Regions from separate parts of the Mus musculus genome. Here region 1 is linked to region 2. Evidence: chromatin contacts called from public HiChIP or PLAC-seq data. All regions are on one chromosome and are shown on one strand. Each heading gives the region's core, a stretch centred on a gene start, on an enhancer-like site or on the middle of the called end of the contact. The rest is flanking DNA. Distances are from core to core; before and after follow the strand shown. Region 1 overlaps Fhad1 (forkhead-associated (FHA) phosphopeptide binding domain 1). Region 2 holds the start of Efhd2 (EF hand domain containing 2).

Region 1 (6,855 bases), core at 3,600-6,099, 120 kb before region 2:
TGGCACTTGCGTGAAGTCTCAGGGAGCATTTTGTCCAGGAAGTATTAGTGTTGTCACGTGTCAGGAACCCAGATGGAAAGCATATGCTTCGGGCGTGGCTTGATCCAGGTGGTCCACGGATGCTCAGAAATCCATCTCTTCCAGCTTTACTCGCTCACTCACTGTCTCAGCAGATTCTGCACCGGGCTCACTGGGAGCAAGGGCTCGCCAGCAGCCCCAGCATCAGTTTGGGTTGTTTTGTTTTTTCATTGTTTTGTCTTAGGTGGTCATGTGACTGATGCCAGAGGCTCTGATTGGCCACACCCTCTCATAGGCATTTTCCTGGGTCTGAGAGGGATCTGTGTCCTTATTGGAGGAAGTGTGTCACTGTGGAGGTGGGCTTTGAGACCCTCCTCCTAGCCATGTGGGAGTCAGTCTTCTAGCTGCCTTCCAAACAAGAGGTAGAACTCTCAGCTTCTCTAGGCGATTAATGATAATGGACTGAACCTCTGAACCTGTAAGCCAGCCCCAATTAAATGTCCTTTATAAATGTTGCCGTAGTCATGGTGTCTCTTCACAGCAATGAAACCCTAAGACAATGTGGGAGCTGGGCAGTGCATCCAAGCAAGCTATAGTCACCACTGCAAGGAGAATTTGTGCTATGTGTGTTTGTGTGTTTGTTTTGGTCTTTGAACTTAAAGATCTAAAAATCAAACAAACAACCCAGAGCTGAAGGGGATATCTCAGGTGATAAAGTATTTGTTTTTGCAGACATGCAGAATTCAATTTCATCCCTGTGTGGTGGCACTTGCCCTTAATCCCAGCACTCAAAGAGGCTGTGCTGGGTAGCCTGTGAGTTCAAAACCAGCCTAGTCTACATAGGGAGTTCCAGGACAGCTAAGGCTACATTGAAAGTACAATGATCCTGCAAAACAAACAAATAAGCAGACAAATAAAAAAAACTGAGATCCAGGGCAAGGAGAGACTTTGTTTCAAAAGGAAGGAAGGAAGGGAAGGAGGGAGGGAGGGAGGAAGGGAGGAAGAAGGGAGAGGAGAGGGGAGGAGAGAGGATTCTGTACACACACAGACACACATGTGTACACACATGCATACACATGTATATACACACATGAACACACAAGTGTACACACATGCACACACACATGAATACACCAGCCTTATTTTAACATAATTATAGAAAGGCTGTAACGGTAACTGTTCACTGACACTTTTTCCAGTTGCCCCACTGTCAACAAATGTCATGAACACAGATAGGATCCACTGTGTTTCATTACTATAACTGCACCCCAGGATCCACACCCCAGCCAGGACCTATGCTGCATTCAACTCCTGCACCCCACACTATGCAACATTTTCTCTCCTTGGCAGTCCTGAGGAGTCCTGGCCAGACATCCTGGAGACTGTCCCTTAGTCTGAATACACCAGATACCTTCCTCTGATTAGACTGGGTCAAAGCTTTCAGAAGGCCCTGAAAAACTAAGGTGACATAGACTTAGTGCCCCACCCTCTCAGGGGCACCCGATGTCTACTGACTCCCACAGGTGTCACCTTCTCTCTGGATGAGGGCGGTGCCTGCCAGGTTTCTCTGTGGTAGAGTCATTATTTCTGCTTGGAAACAAGTAGTAAGTCACTAGTTATAGCTCAGCCTCCACAGGGGACCTGAGACACCTATGGGGGAAGTGTAGTCACAGGGATTTCCATTACAGAGGTTTCTGCCTACCCTGAGATCTTCTGCAAGAAAGATTCCTCCTCTCTCTCAGTGTTTATTTTACTCCCTTGTATATAGCAGGACAGTCTCGGGTCTATTTACTTTACACATTGAATTATAATTAACTGTTATTTATTTCTATGGAGAGTGTGTGAGGCTTCAGAGCATGTGTGGGTGTATGTGGAAGCCAGAAGACAACCCTCTGAGTTATTACCATCTGCCTTACCTTGAGACATGGTCTCTCAGTGGCCTGGAGCTCACTGGCTGGGCAGTGAATCCCAGGGATCCTTCTGTCTCCACTTCCTTGGTGCTACAATTAAGCGCGTGAGCCAGCACATGGGGCTTTTTATGTATGTGCGTGTTATTATTGAGCTTGGGTCTCTGCGCGTAGGCAGCAAGTTGGATTTTACCAACTGTGCCATCTCCCTAGCCCCTGGCCTGTCTTTTATCCTGGCACGCAAATTGGTCTAGCCTTGGATACTGAGTGCTCCTTTCAGGCCGGGTGCTGGTCTCTGCAACACACCCACACCGTTTTCTCAGTTGCTTTTGTTTTGTCTTGCGGTTTCCCTGTTTTCTGCTATTGCAAGAATCCCTGGGGCTCAGGGCATCCTTTTCCCTGCCCCAGCCCCAGAATCAGCCAAATCCCCTTTTTTGCCAAGTGTGAATCCAAGGTGGGTGGGCAGACGCCATCAGTGTGTGTCTGGCACTATGCCAGGCCCCAGACCCAGCCAGCAACCTGTCAGTCAGCGTTTAATCAGGAGCTCTCTGGAAAAAAAAAGAAGCCTGTGTGGATAGCATGGGGTTACCGATAGAGTGCAGAACACATCCCCTACAGTCACGTGGACACTTGCGGTTGTGACTCCCAGACCACACTAAGTCTCAAAAGTGTTGCCATTGGGTTTTGTCTGCAAACTTGGATCCCCACTCCAGCACACAGTGACAACGGGCACGTGAGTGAGTTACGTAGGCTAAGTATTGGTGGGGTCCATGTGAAAGAAGCCGTGATGGGGAGGGACCTCACCTGTCCATCAACAGCCCCAACTCCCAGTAGCCTTCTCTGGTGCATCAAATGCTAGCTCCACGTACCGGAAGAGCGTGTCTGCCGTACAGAATGTAGCGGCTGCAGATACAACTCTTGTCCCCTGTATTGTTAATGTTTTCTCCATCACTGACTTTGCAGGGGAGCGGGGGTGGGGCAAGTGTGTGTGTGTGTGTGTAGGTGCACTCTTGCCTGTGGAGGTCAGAGGTTGATGTTGGGGGTCTTCCTCCATTACTCTCGACGTTAGTCAGGTCGTTCCCTGAACCTGGAGTCCACTGTTCCAACTTGACCACTCACCCAGAAGGCTGTGGGGATCTATATGACCCAAACAGCAAGGTTCAGTGTGAGACCCCGTCTTAAAAAAATGATTAAGATGGAGACGCAGTTGAGGAGGACACCCCAATGTCAACCTCTGGCCAACACGCACATTCACACAGGCAAATACACATAAACACATAAACACATGTGCACGCACACACACACATGCACATACACATGTGTACACACAGTTTCTCACTCACACATACACACACTTGTATACATATGCATGCCAGTGCGCATGCACACACACACTCGCGCACTTTTTTAAAAAAATAAAGGCTGTCATTCACCCTAGGTGTAGTCAAGGAAGGTCTGATGCTCAGCTAACTCTTTGAGATCCATGGTGCTTGGGTCTCTCTCTCTCTGTCTCTCTCTCTCTCCCCTTCTCGCCCAGGCACTCACTCCCCCTTCTCTCTGAAGTTGGGGGCTGCATAATCCTAAAACCACTGAGCCACACCCCGTTCTGAGGCACCACCTAGGTCTCATCTAGATTGAAAGTTGACTGACAGACATGGCCTTACCAGTGTACACATGGCTGTTTAGAACATGCATACCTGAGAGGGTCCTTCCTGGGGACTTACAACAGGGAACAACAGCACATCCATTTGATTCTACCGCAGACACCTGCAGCAGTGCTTTAACTCTCGAGGGCGGTGCGCTAAGAGAAATAAGCCAGTCATAAGATGACCCAGCTCAGGTCTGGAGAGGTGGCTCAGCAGATAGGAGTATGTACTGCTCTCTCAGAAGACCCGAATTAGGTCCCCAGCACCAACTGCTGCTCCTACTCTAGGAGCCCTGACACCTCTAACTTCCATACACAGACATAAACACATCATCTTTAAAAACAAAACAACAAACAAAAACCACATTGTTCCATTAGCCCATATTTGAGTGGGTAAAGGGGTTCGGCTTGTATGGCTTACGCAGAGCTGTCAAGGTCAAAGAGAGAGAAAGGAAAAGGGGGAAGGAAAGGGAGTAGAAAGAACCTGAGTTTATAAGACACAGTGCAAAGCAGCGTGAGTGATATACTGAACACTACTCATAAGCACGCTTTAAAAATGCCTACAACAGGGTGCATTTGGGGTGTTCTTTGAGACACATAGCCCTCAGGCTCTACCTGCCTCAGCCTCACAAGCTCTGGGGCTACAAGTGTGCACCCCCATACGCACCACATTTTCTGGGGTTTGGCTCATTTGCAATTTTTCAGAGCTCTACTTCCCCTCTCCTCCCTGGCTCCTCCTCCTCCCCCCTCTCCTCCCTGGCTCCTCCTCCTTCCCCTCTCCTCCTGGCTCCTCTTCCTTTCCCCTCTCCTCCCTGGCTCCTCCTCCTTCCCCTCTCCTCCTGGCTCCTCCTCCTTCCCCTCTCCTCCCTGGCTCCTCCTCCTTCCCCTCTCCTCCTGGCTCCTCCTTCCCCTCTCCTCCTGGCTCCTCTTCCTTTCCCCTCTCCTCCCTGGCTCCTCCTCCTCCTTACCCACTCCTCCCTGGCGCCTCCTCCTTACCCTCTCCTCCTGGCTCCTCCTCCTTCCCCCTCTCCTCCCTGGCTCTTCCTCCTTCCCCTCTCCTCCCTGGCTCCTCCTCCTTCCCCTCTCCTCCCTGGCTCCTCCTCCTTCCCCTCTCCTCCCTGGCTCCTCCTCCTTCCCCTCTCCTCCTGGCTCCTCCTCCTTCCCCCTCTCCTCCCTGGCTCCTCCTCCTTCCCCTCTCCTCCCTGGCTCCTTCTCCTTGGTGTTGCTACCTTCTCAAGTCCAGAGAGTCAGCTAGGAGATCCTAGGGTCTAGCCTAGTACGCTCAGCCCTGATTGGATCACATGTTCCTTGAACAAACCCTTAGAGTCAAGTCAAAGAATGTGGCTGACTATTACTTAGTCCCTCCCATAAAACAGGGACAGGGAGATTGCCTGGATCCAGTGGCACAGAGTGGGTCCTGCCTGTGGTCTGGGAGGTGGCGTTACTCATTGCTCAGAACTCTGGCAGTTGGTTCACCGAGATGCATTCTGTCCACATGCTCAGCAAGCTTCTATTAATCCAGTTAGAACAGTCTAGAAAAAAAAACTGAGGCCAATGGGCCCAGCTAGGAGGAGGAGTCAGCCTTGTTCCCTTCCTGGCAACAGACTCTAAGTGGGTCAGTGGGTCAGATTTCCCAGGTGACTCGGATTCCCTGGATGCTTTTCTTCTCCATAGCCCTGAGTCTTCTGGGAAGCCCAGGATCCTTGACCTGTTTTAGACCAGGTCAGGCCCCTGTGCAGCGGGCAGCCTTCTTTTGATGGAGACACTGCAGAAGCAATCTCGGCAAGCTCCAGTTTAGAACATTCTATCTGTTCCTCATGGGTCCAGTGTTCAAAAGGAGGAACAGTAGCCTTCCTAGTGCAGGTTGGTACTTGCAAAGTATCCTGGGTATTCCCAGAGAGAGGAGACAGAGGCAGGGCCTGGGCATACCATGTAGGGGGTGGGTAGGGGGGATAGACATAGAGAGAACACAGAGAGGGGAGGGAAGAAGAGGGGAGGGGAAGGGAAGGGAGGGGGGGAGGAGAAGAGAGGGGAGGAAAGACAGAGGAGGCAGGAGACAGGGAGGCTGAGACCCAGAGCCTGGCCCTCTCCAGTGTGCCCTGAACTTGGATGACTCATCCAAGGGCGTCATGGGAATAGGTGAGCCCTGTGCAGCAGACAACAGCGCCGTTGCCGTCATCACTGAAGGAAAAAGCACAGGGGAGACACCTCATTACAAGTTCTGCGTCAGCTCCACACCATATTGCCTCTCCCGGGTGGATGGACCCTGACGTTCCTCCTGGGGGAAGCAGCCAGACACCTTCATGGGCTCCCATACTCAAGGTGCCTGCCAGTGAGGCACCTGCTGCAGCCAGGTGTTGGGGAGGCTGAGGATGAAGGCGGGTGAGGCAGTGCCCCACCCCACCCTCGGAGTTCCCAGCCTTGGGAGGCGTACACAGCCCACAGTGTGCTGTTACTGAGTTCTCGAAGACCGAAATATATTTACATATGCCTTGGCCAAATGCTGTGGTTCGTTCCCTAACCAATTCATAACTTAATCATCCCATTATGCTGTTCAAAGTTCGGCCCTTTGGCTGGTTACCTGGTCCTCAGTTACATGCGATCGTCTTCCTCTGTGTCTGGGGCCGAATCCTCTGTCTCCAGCCTGTTTCTTCCCCCATAGTCCTATCTCTGTCCTGGAACTTCCACCCTCCCTAGTTCCTGCCTAAGCCAATAGGCCAACAGCATCTTTATTGACAGGTGATTCTTCTTCCAAATAGTACTAGAGATCCTCTCGACACTAGTGTGGATAGAGGAATTGACTTGTGGGGGAGGGGAGGGTCCCTGGGGCTGGCCTGACTCTCAGTTACCTGCCTCACCCTTCCCTTCATGCCCCTGTCTGTGCACCTAGCGCTCACTCGCTGCAGGAGCTGCGGATATGGATACGGGGTGGGTAAAGAGGAGGGAAGGCCTGGTCCCTGCTGTGGCATCCCGTCAGCTCAGAGGCTCAGCGCTATGTCCCTGGCTTGGGAGATGTCACGTGTGAAAAGTCCTGGATGAGGGACTCAGGAGGACACCAACCGAGATGGATCGATGTGGGTCTAGAACTTACTACCATCATTTGCTAACACCACGGACAGACAGACAGACAGACAAACAGAGCGACAACGGGATGCCAGGAGCTCTGAGGAGAGATCAAGGCCCCAGAACCAAGATTGACAACACGGGCAGAAGCTCTGAGGAGAAGAATCAACCCCATCCCCACCCCCCAACCCCATGGCAAAAGTGAGATCTCCAGTTAGATGT
Region 2 (7,271 bases), core at 4,080-6,579:
CCCTGCCATCACCCCGTCGCCTCAAGTGAGTGTTTATGGTATCCCTGGACATTGACGGCTAAGCATCATCTCGGTCCATCTGGGGCTTCCTGATGACTGAGGTCTTTATGAGGCTTTCCTGATGACTGATGATTAATTAGTATCCTGGCATTCCTGAGTGCTAGGCGCATGCTCTAGGCTGCATGCTCTGACCCAGGGTTATCTCGGAAGGCCTCACTAATCCCTTTCTTGATTCCCCCAGAAGCTCAGGGCTTGATGAGACCACCCAGTTCTGTCAGACTCTGGAATGTGCCCCCAGTGGTCACGCCCTATTTCTTCCTTCTGTCTTTTCCGTGTACGCAGGCACAAGTGTGCATGTGTATATGTGTGTGCATGTGTGTAAGGGGTGTACCCATATACTCACGAGGAAGACATTAATTGACTCACTCTATCATGCTATCATGCCCTATTTCCATGAGAAATGATCCTCACTGATCTTTGAGATAGGCTGGAAGCAACCCCCAGTAATTCTCCTGCCTCTACCAACCACAGTGCTAGGGACTATTTTTGACACAGGGTTTCTGTATGTAGCCCTGGCTGTCCTAGAACTCACTATGTAGATCAGGCTGGCCTTGAACTCAGAAATTCGCCTACCTCTGCCCCTCAAGTGCTGAGATTAAAAGCGTGTGCTGCCACATCTTCCTATAAATATATATATAAAGTTTGGATGCTTGTGATTCGAACTCAGGACCTCATGCTTGCATAGAAACTGTTCTTACCCACTGAGCCATCTCCCAGCACATCCCTTCTCTTTTTCAAAGTGCTGTTGTTTTCTTAATAAGACTTCATCCCTCCCTAGGAGACAGTTATACAAGTAAATGTGGGAGTCAGAAAAGAGCCCTATCAGTGATGACTAAGTCTGCTTAGCTCCCTCCCCACTTGCAAGAGCGTCAGAGTTGGCTCTCACTCGCTCAGCCTCCATAGAAATCCTTTGCTGAGGGGGTGATTTTTTTTTTCCTGAAGATCATTCTTCCCTCATGACCAAATGCTAGAATGTGCCACCAGAATAGATCTTCCCTGCTGCCAGACTCCGTGCTCACTACACAGAACTCATGGTCATTATAAAGCGACTCTCCTAATGAAGAGCCAACTGGTGTTTCCTGGAAGTTCTATCTCCAGTCTGTCTCCAGTCAGAGCCTATCAATCGCCTTTGCTTTTCGTACCCTCGCCATTGCTTTAGTGTCTAAAAGAGAAACAACGTTTCCCTGAAATCCAAGGACTCCCAAGAAGGAAGGGAAAAAAATCGAATGAAACATAGTCTCCAACTTGCAGCTCCGGTGCTGGTTTTAGCAACCAGCCCTCCAGCAGGACCACAGCCCACTGCCTCTGAGATGGGTGGGGCAGTAAGGACCTGCCGCACCTGTCACAGAGCCTCTGAAATATGAGGAAGTTCACCTAGGGCCGGGAGATAGGTCAGCCGGTAATGTGTTTGCCATGCAAGTGTAAGGACCTGAGTCCAACCCCTATCACATTTATAAAGAGTCTACTCCACAACTTCCAGGCTAGTGAGAAATTCTATCTCAAAACACAAGGTGAACAGTGACTGAGAAATGACAGCCAACGACCTCTGGCATTCATATGTATGTGCATACATACCACACACACACACACACACACACACACAGAGAGAGAGAGAGAGAGAGAGAGAGAGAGAGAGAGAGAGAGAACCCAAGAGTTGTTTACAGAGCTTTCCAACCTGAATATAATGCTCCATGCATTAATCTCAATACTCAGTGGGCTGAAACTGGAGGATTACTAACAGTTACAGGCTAGCCTGAGCTATCTAGTGAGATCTTGATCAACCTGGGTTACAGAGTGAGACTTCTGTCTCAAAACAAAACAAAAGAAAACAAACAAAACAAAACAAAAACAAAAACCCCCAAAACCTGTTGAGAGAGTTTAGCAGGTAAAAGTGCTTAGCTAAGTGCCGTCCCTAGGTACCACGAAAGGAAAGAACCAACCGTTAACAATTGTCCTCTGACCATCACTAACACATGCCCCAAAATAATAATAATAATAATAATAATAATAATAAATAATAAATAATAAAATTAATAAATGATTTTTAATGAATTAGGGAGTTGCTCACCCAGAAGTGTGTCCTGAGCTGAAGCAGCAAGGCTCCTGTGATGATCGCTTTCCCATGATGTCACAGATACGGGAGAAATGGGAGAAATCCCGTTACCTTGTATAAGGTGTCCAGCCCCAAGATTTTACCCATGCAAGCTAAGTAGGATGTTAACTAGAGCTTAACACACAAACTCTCTTTAAAGAATTCAAACTTGAACCCCAGATTCATCTCATATGGATTACTTCTCAAGACAGCAGACCCATCAGTTGCTCTCATCACAGAGAAGTCAAAAAATAGATGCAAAACTGCTCATAGTGAAGGCACTTTGAGTCCCGCAGCACTATTAGATGCCATAACTTAATGCCCAGAGTGCAGCAGATACCTGTGATCACAGCCCCGGAGAAGCTGAAGCAGGAGAATCTCCAGTTTGAGGTCTACCTGGACCACATGGCAAGTTCAAATCCTTGGACTGAAAAGGGAGACTATCTCAAAAACAAACCAAGAAATGAGTCTGGTGATATGGATCAGACAGTAAAGCATTGGGCTAGCAGGCGCAAAGCCCTGAGCTCAATCTCTAGCATCATATAAACAGCATCTAAGGGTGCAGATCTTGTTCTCCCAGCATTTAGAAAGCTAAAATATCAGAAATAGGTCATCTTCAGCTACACAGGGAAGGGGAGGCTAGCCTGAGCTACTGACATCTGTCTAAAATAAATACATCACCCTCACCTACACAAGGAGGATGAGGCTAGCCTGGGCTACCGACATCTATCTAAAATAAAGTCATATGTTTATGACTCCAAGGCTCACCAGAGTTTTGAAAGTCACCTATGCACTTTATGAAGACAGTCTAGACAAACCTAGGCAAGTGCAGATGTAATTTAAATGTTGAAATCTCTGTGTGCCCCTCCCCTATCCTTGGTCTCTATTAAATATGTAAACTGTGTTTCTTTTAAAGCAGCTAGACTGAACTACCCAACACCAACTACTTGTAACTCCCTTGGTCTTTAAGAAATCAAAACTCTCTAAACTTAGTTAGCATCTTTATCAGACTTAGCAACCTTACAAAAAGTTACATTTTTCTTTTTCTTTTTCTTTTTTTGTTTACTCTGGTAATCTTTATTAAAAGTTTAATTTAGAACATTAAAGCAACACAATATGGTTTGTTTGTCCAAATATTACAGATTTTTTCAAAAACTTCCTTTAGTGTGTATAAGTTAAGAAAGCGTATTATACCCAACATGATTTTCTACGGGGACATTTTATAGCAGGGTTTGATGCTAACACCAGCTCTACACATGCAATGACAACTGGCTGAGGCAGCTGATAAATGCTTCTGAAACACACAGGAGTCATTGTCTTACTCAGGGGACCTGGGGTCTTCTGTGAAACCATGCTTCTGAAAGGCTGAGCAAGGTATAACTACAGATTTCTTCTGCATCCATTATACTCTTTCAAATACCTTTTCCTTCAACAATGTTTGTGAACACATCAACAGTTACTGATCAGGTGTCTTCCTCTAAGCATCATCCTGTGGCAGCCAGCAGCTTCTCTGGTCCCCTCTGTTTTCACAGTGTCACTTTTTAGCTTGTGCTTTCCAGGTCTTCTGTACCCTGCCTCTGGGAGTGGGCAGTATCTGGGTACCCAGCATTGCCCTGTTATCTTAGTGATGCATCTGTGTCGGAGACTCTTGACTCCAAAGAGCAAGGCTTCCCCCAGGTGCTTGTGAAAAGCAGCTTTTTGGATCCCAGTGACAAAGGACAGGTCTGTCAGTCTAGGTAGAGCCTGGAAATCAGCATTATGGCTAGTGACCTTGCAGTTGATGCCAGAACACCATAGCTTTGAAGGTTTAAGAGTTTGTTACCGCCGGACAGTGCACGCCTTTAATCCCAGCACTTGGGAGGCAGAAGCTGGCGGATTTCTTGAGTTCGAGGTCAGCCTGGTCTACAGAGTGAGTTCCAGGACAGCCAGGGCTACACAGAGAAACCCTGTCTCAAAAAACAAAACCCCCAAAAGAAAAACAAACAAACAAACAGAGTTTGTTATCTGTCTATCTATTATCTATCATCTATCAAGGAGGGAGTCTTACTATAGAGCCCTGGCTATCCTGGATGTAGACCAGGCTGACTGAACTCAGAGACTGGCCAGAGATTTACTTTAGTTTTAAGTCTGTGTGTGTGGGGGAGGGGTATATATGCTCATGAGTGCAGATGCATAAGCAGGCCAGAAGAGGGTCTAGGATCCCTGGTGCTGGAGTTACAGGCCTTTCGTGACTTGCCCCTCTCTACCCGGACCCTACACGGATGCTAGGATGTCAGTCCTCCACAAGAGCAATAACCACTCTTAATAACTGAGCCTTCTCTTCAGACCAGCTTTGCTGTTCTTGAAGTGACAGACTAGATGACAGAGACAAATTCTCTCTGAGCTCCTCCTTTCCAGCTCCCCCCATTCCTGACGCTTTGGGGAGGAGGTCACCCCTCTGGGATCCCCATCAAAGAGGCAACATGGAGATCTCTCTGAAATCCCTCTGAGGTGGAGAGTCCCAGGCATCCGCCGGATCAGGCAGCTATTGTGCTGAATCATCGTGTAACAGGACGACCCCCTTCCCCTTTCCCAGTTCTTTGGGGACCTTGAGAACTGGTAGGGTGCCATCTCCCTCATAGCAGCTACCCCACTTTTGAATGACGCCAGTCATGATAGCCCTGGAGACAGTCTCAACTGGGCTCCAGTGCTAGGGTCCACCTTCTTCAGATTCCTGCCACCTTATCAAGAACGCCCAGCGGTTCACTACCAGTGGTCTCCATGGCAACCGACAGGGTGTCAGAGACACAAACCCCTTTCAGAGAACGGGTTGAGAGCCGCGCCCCTCTCCAGTCCCTGAACACACAGCCACCTCCTGCGAGCGGACCCTCTTCCCTCCCGAAGGGTTGGGACACCCCCTTCCCAGGTTCCTTCCAGAGGGCTCCTGGGACTCAGCGTCACCCAGAGGTCATCAGAGAGAAGTTGATGGTTTTTCACTGTGGGGGAGGGAGGGGAACGATGATGAGGAGCTGGGGAGCGGAATGCACTTGACCCCCCTACCCCCCTCCGGGGATAGAGAAGGACCCGGCACGCGGCAAAGGCGGCGGGAGCCAGCCCGGGGGCGGGCGGTCCCCTAAGTCCCACCTTCAGGGCGGCGCCTGGCGGCGGGGAGTGTCAGGAAGAGGAAGAGCGCGGCCGGGAGCGCGGCGCAGAGCAGGGGCCCGGCCGAGGCAGCGCTGCGCGGGCCACCATGGCCACGGACGAGTTGGCCAGCAAGCTGAGCCGGAGGCTGCAGATGGAGGGCGAAGGCGGCGAGGCGACGGAGCAGCCGGGGCTCAACGGGGCGGCGGCGGCGGCGGCGGCCGAGGCTCCCGACGAGACTGCCCAGGCGTTGGGCAGCGCGGACGACGAGCTGAGCGCCAAGCTGCTGCGGCGCGCGGACCTCAACCAGGGCATCGGCGAGCCACAGTCGCCCAGCCGCCGCGTCTTCAACCCCTACACCGAGTTCAAGGAGTTCTCCAGGAAGCAGATCAAAGACATGGAGAAGATGTTCAAGCAGTAAGTGCCCCTGCACCCGGTTCCCCACCACCCTAGACCCGGCCTCGGGCCCTAACCTCCCGTATCCCCAATTAGATTCCCCCAGAACCCCGTCTCACCAGGGTGGGGAACTCTGCTGCTTTTCTAAAGAGCCACGAGGCTTCCAGACCCACCACCCCAGCACGCAAGTGGATCTGGGGAGCTCCCGTTCCTGACATGTGACCCCTCCTCCTGGTGATACTGCCCTCGGAATAGCCCACGCGGATTGGGGGCTCCCTGAGGTTCCTTCCAGATAATCGCAGGTCCCCAGCGAGTCACTACCACCACACAGGGTACCGACCTCCTTCCCACTGTTAATGTTACTGCACCCACCACCCTACACCCAAACATATCGAGAAAGGGAGAAAGGGCCGGTGGCTTCCCTTCCGCTCCGTCCTAACTACTGGACTCCCTACCCCCACCGCAATAAGGCAACCCTACTGCCTCTTAAGGGGACATTCCCCCCGGCACCCATGCCAGACTTGTGCCTTTTACTGGGTCCTTTAATTTCTTCTGCTTAGTTATGGACTCTCTCCTACTAGGTTGGGTCCACAACCCCCTCCCCCCAACACACACACACACACACACACACACACACACACACCCTCAGCTATACTATGTTTACTTACTGTGGGTGAAAACTCTTCAGGCCTTTCCATTCCCGCCCACCCTGTTGACCAGGTTCCATTTCCTTAACACTGTGCGGTCTTGCTAGGGAAGGGCTCCTCTGTCCCTGTCCCCCAGTCTACAAACATGTAACTCCCCTATCATCAGGACAGAGTCCCCTGGGACTTAGCCCCTCTTCATACACTGTGAGTCCACCTTCCTCCCCTCCCTCCCTTCTCCCCCATTACCCCGCCCCCCCACCTCGAACCCCTTCACTCCGTGGTTGTGCAGTGGTGACTCCCCTGCCCTTTATCAGAAGGCAGCCCTCTTCCCCAGTGACAGTTCCTCCCTTCCCAGACAATCCCTGGAGCCCATTCTCTCTCTATGTGCCCTGCCTAGGGTCTCCAACCCCTGCCTTCTACTTTCTATGATTCTAAGCTGTACCCTTACCAGATTAGGATGTCCCCAAGACCTGTGGGCTCAGCCATTCCACACCCCCACAAAATCCAGCAATATGGAGATGGGGGAAGAGTACCCATAGGGGTAGAGAAGATGCAAGTGCCCCTCCAAAGGACCGGCCTCCCGTCTTCCTAGTAAGCCACCTATGTTCCTGGAAAGGAAATGGTCCTCCAGGCACCAGGCTGGAGCGGATCCCAGAGGGGACCAAACCACAGAAGCTGAGCTTGGGGTGGGGTACGCAGGGAATCCCAAAGCAGAAGACAGCCAGCAGATTGAGAGCCCCAGCCACACCCCACGGACAGTGCCCAGACACCCATCAGGAAGCCCGGAAAGGGGGCGTTCCCTCCAACCAGGGTCCAGAGAGGATTTTCCCATGTCCCACTTCCTTCCACACCCACAGCCAGTCCTCATAGGGAAAGAGGACGTTAGGTCCCAGCTATGGGTGACTAGAAGCTTCCTGATGCCGCTATAATGCACCCCCCAAACTTCTACATGGAGG

Evidence for each region. HiChIP or PLAC-seq counts read pairs in DNA pulled down with a chosen protein or histone mark.
Region 1: an H3K4me3 HiChIP or PLAC-seq map of bone marrow-derived macrophages shows a contact between it and region 2, with 4 times the contacts expected there. The contact joins the enhancer-like site here to the promoter of Efhd2 in region 2. A contact is called at or near these places in 2 of 39 promoter capture datasets (liver and maxillary cranial neural crest), 3 of 484 Hi-C or Micro-C datasets (embryonic stem cells and erythroblasts), 8 of 115 datasets of contacts at active chromatin or transcription factors (bone marrow-derived dendritic cells, bone marrow-derived macrophages, embryonic forebrain and 5 more) and 3 of 9 other capture datasets (adipose tissue, liver and pancreatic islet).

The regions. Positions count from the first base shown.
Region 1 is chr4:141,991,840-141,998,694 of GRCm38.p6, reverse strand. The region is part of intron 2 of Fhad1 (forkhead-associated (FHA) phosphopeptide binding domain 1); the gene reads left to right. Among named protein-coding and RNA genes, the nearest start is that of Fhad1os1, 12 kb to the right of the region's middle. Within about 2 kb of position 4,849, at least 76 of the 459 cell types and tissues checked have an H3K27ac peak or open chromatin away from gene starts, as enhancers often do. A contact at or near this core is called in bone marrow-derived macrophages, embryonic stem cells and pancreatic cancer cells, where this site is marked.
Region 2 is chr4:141,872,978-141,880,248 of GRCm38.p6, reverse strand. It overlaps Efhd2 (EF hand domain containing 2), which reads left to right and starts at 5,329. Exons shown (of 4, transcript NM_025994.3): 1 at 5,329-5,689. The coding sequence starts at 5,382. It overlaps Gm46874 (a long non-coding RNA gene), which reads left to right. Exons shown (of 3, transcript XR_001784482.1): 3 at 1-565.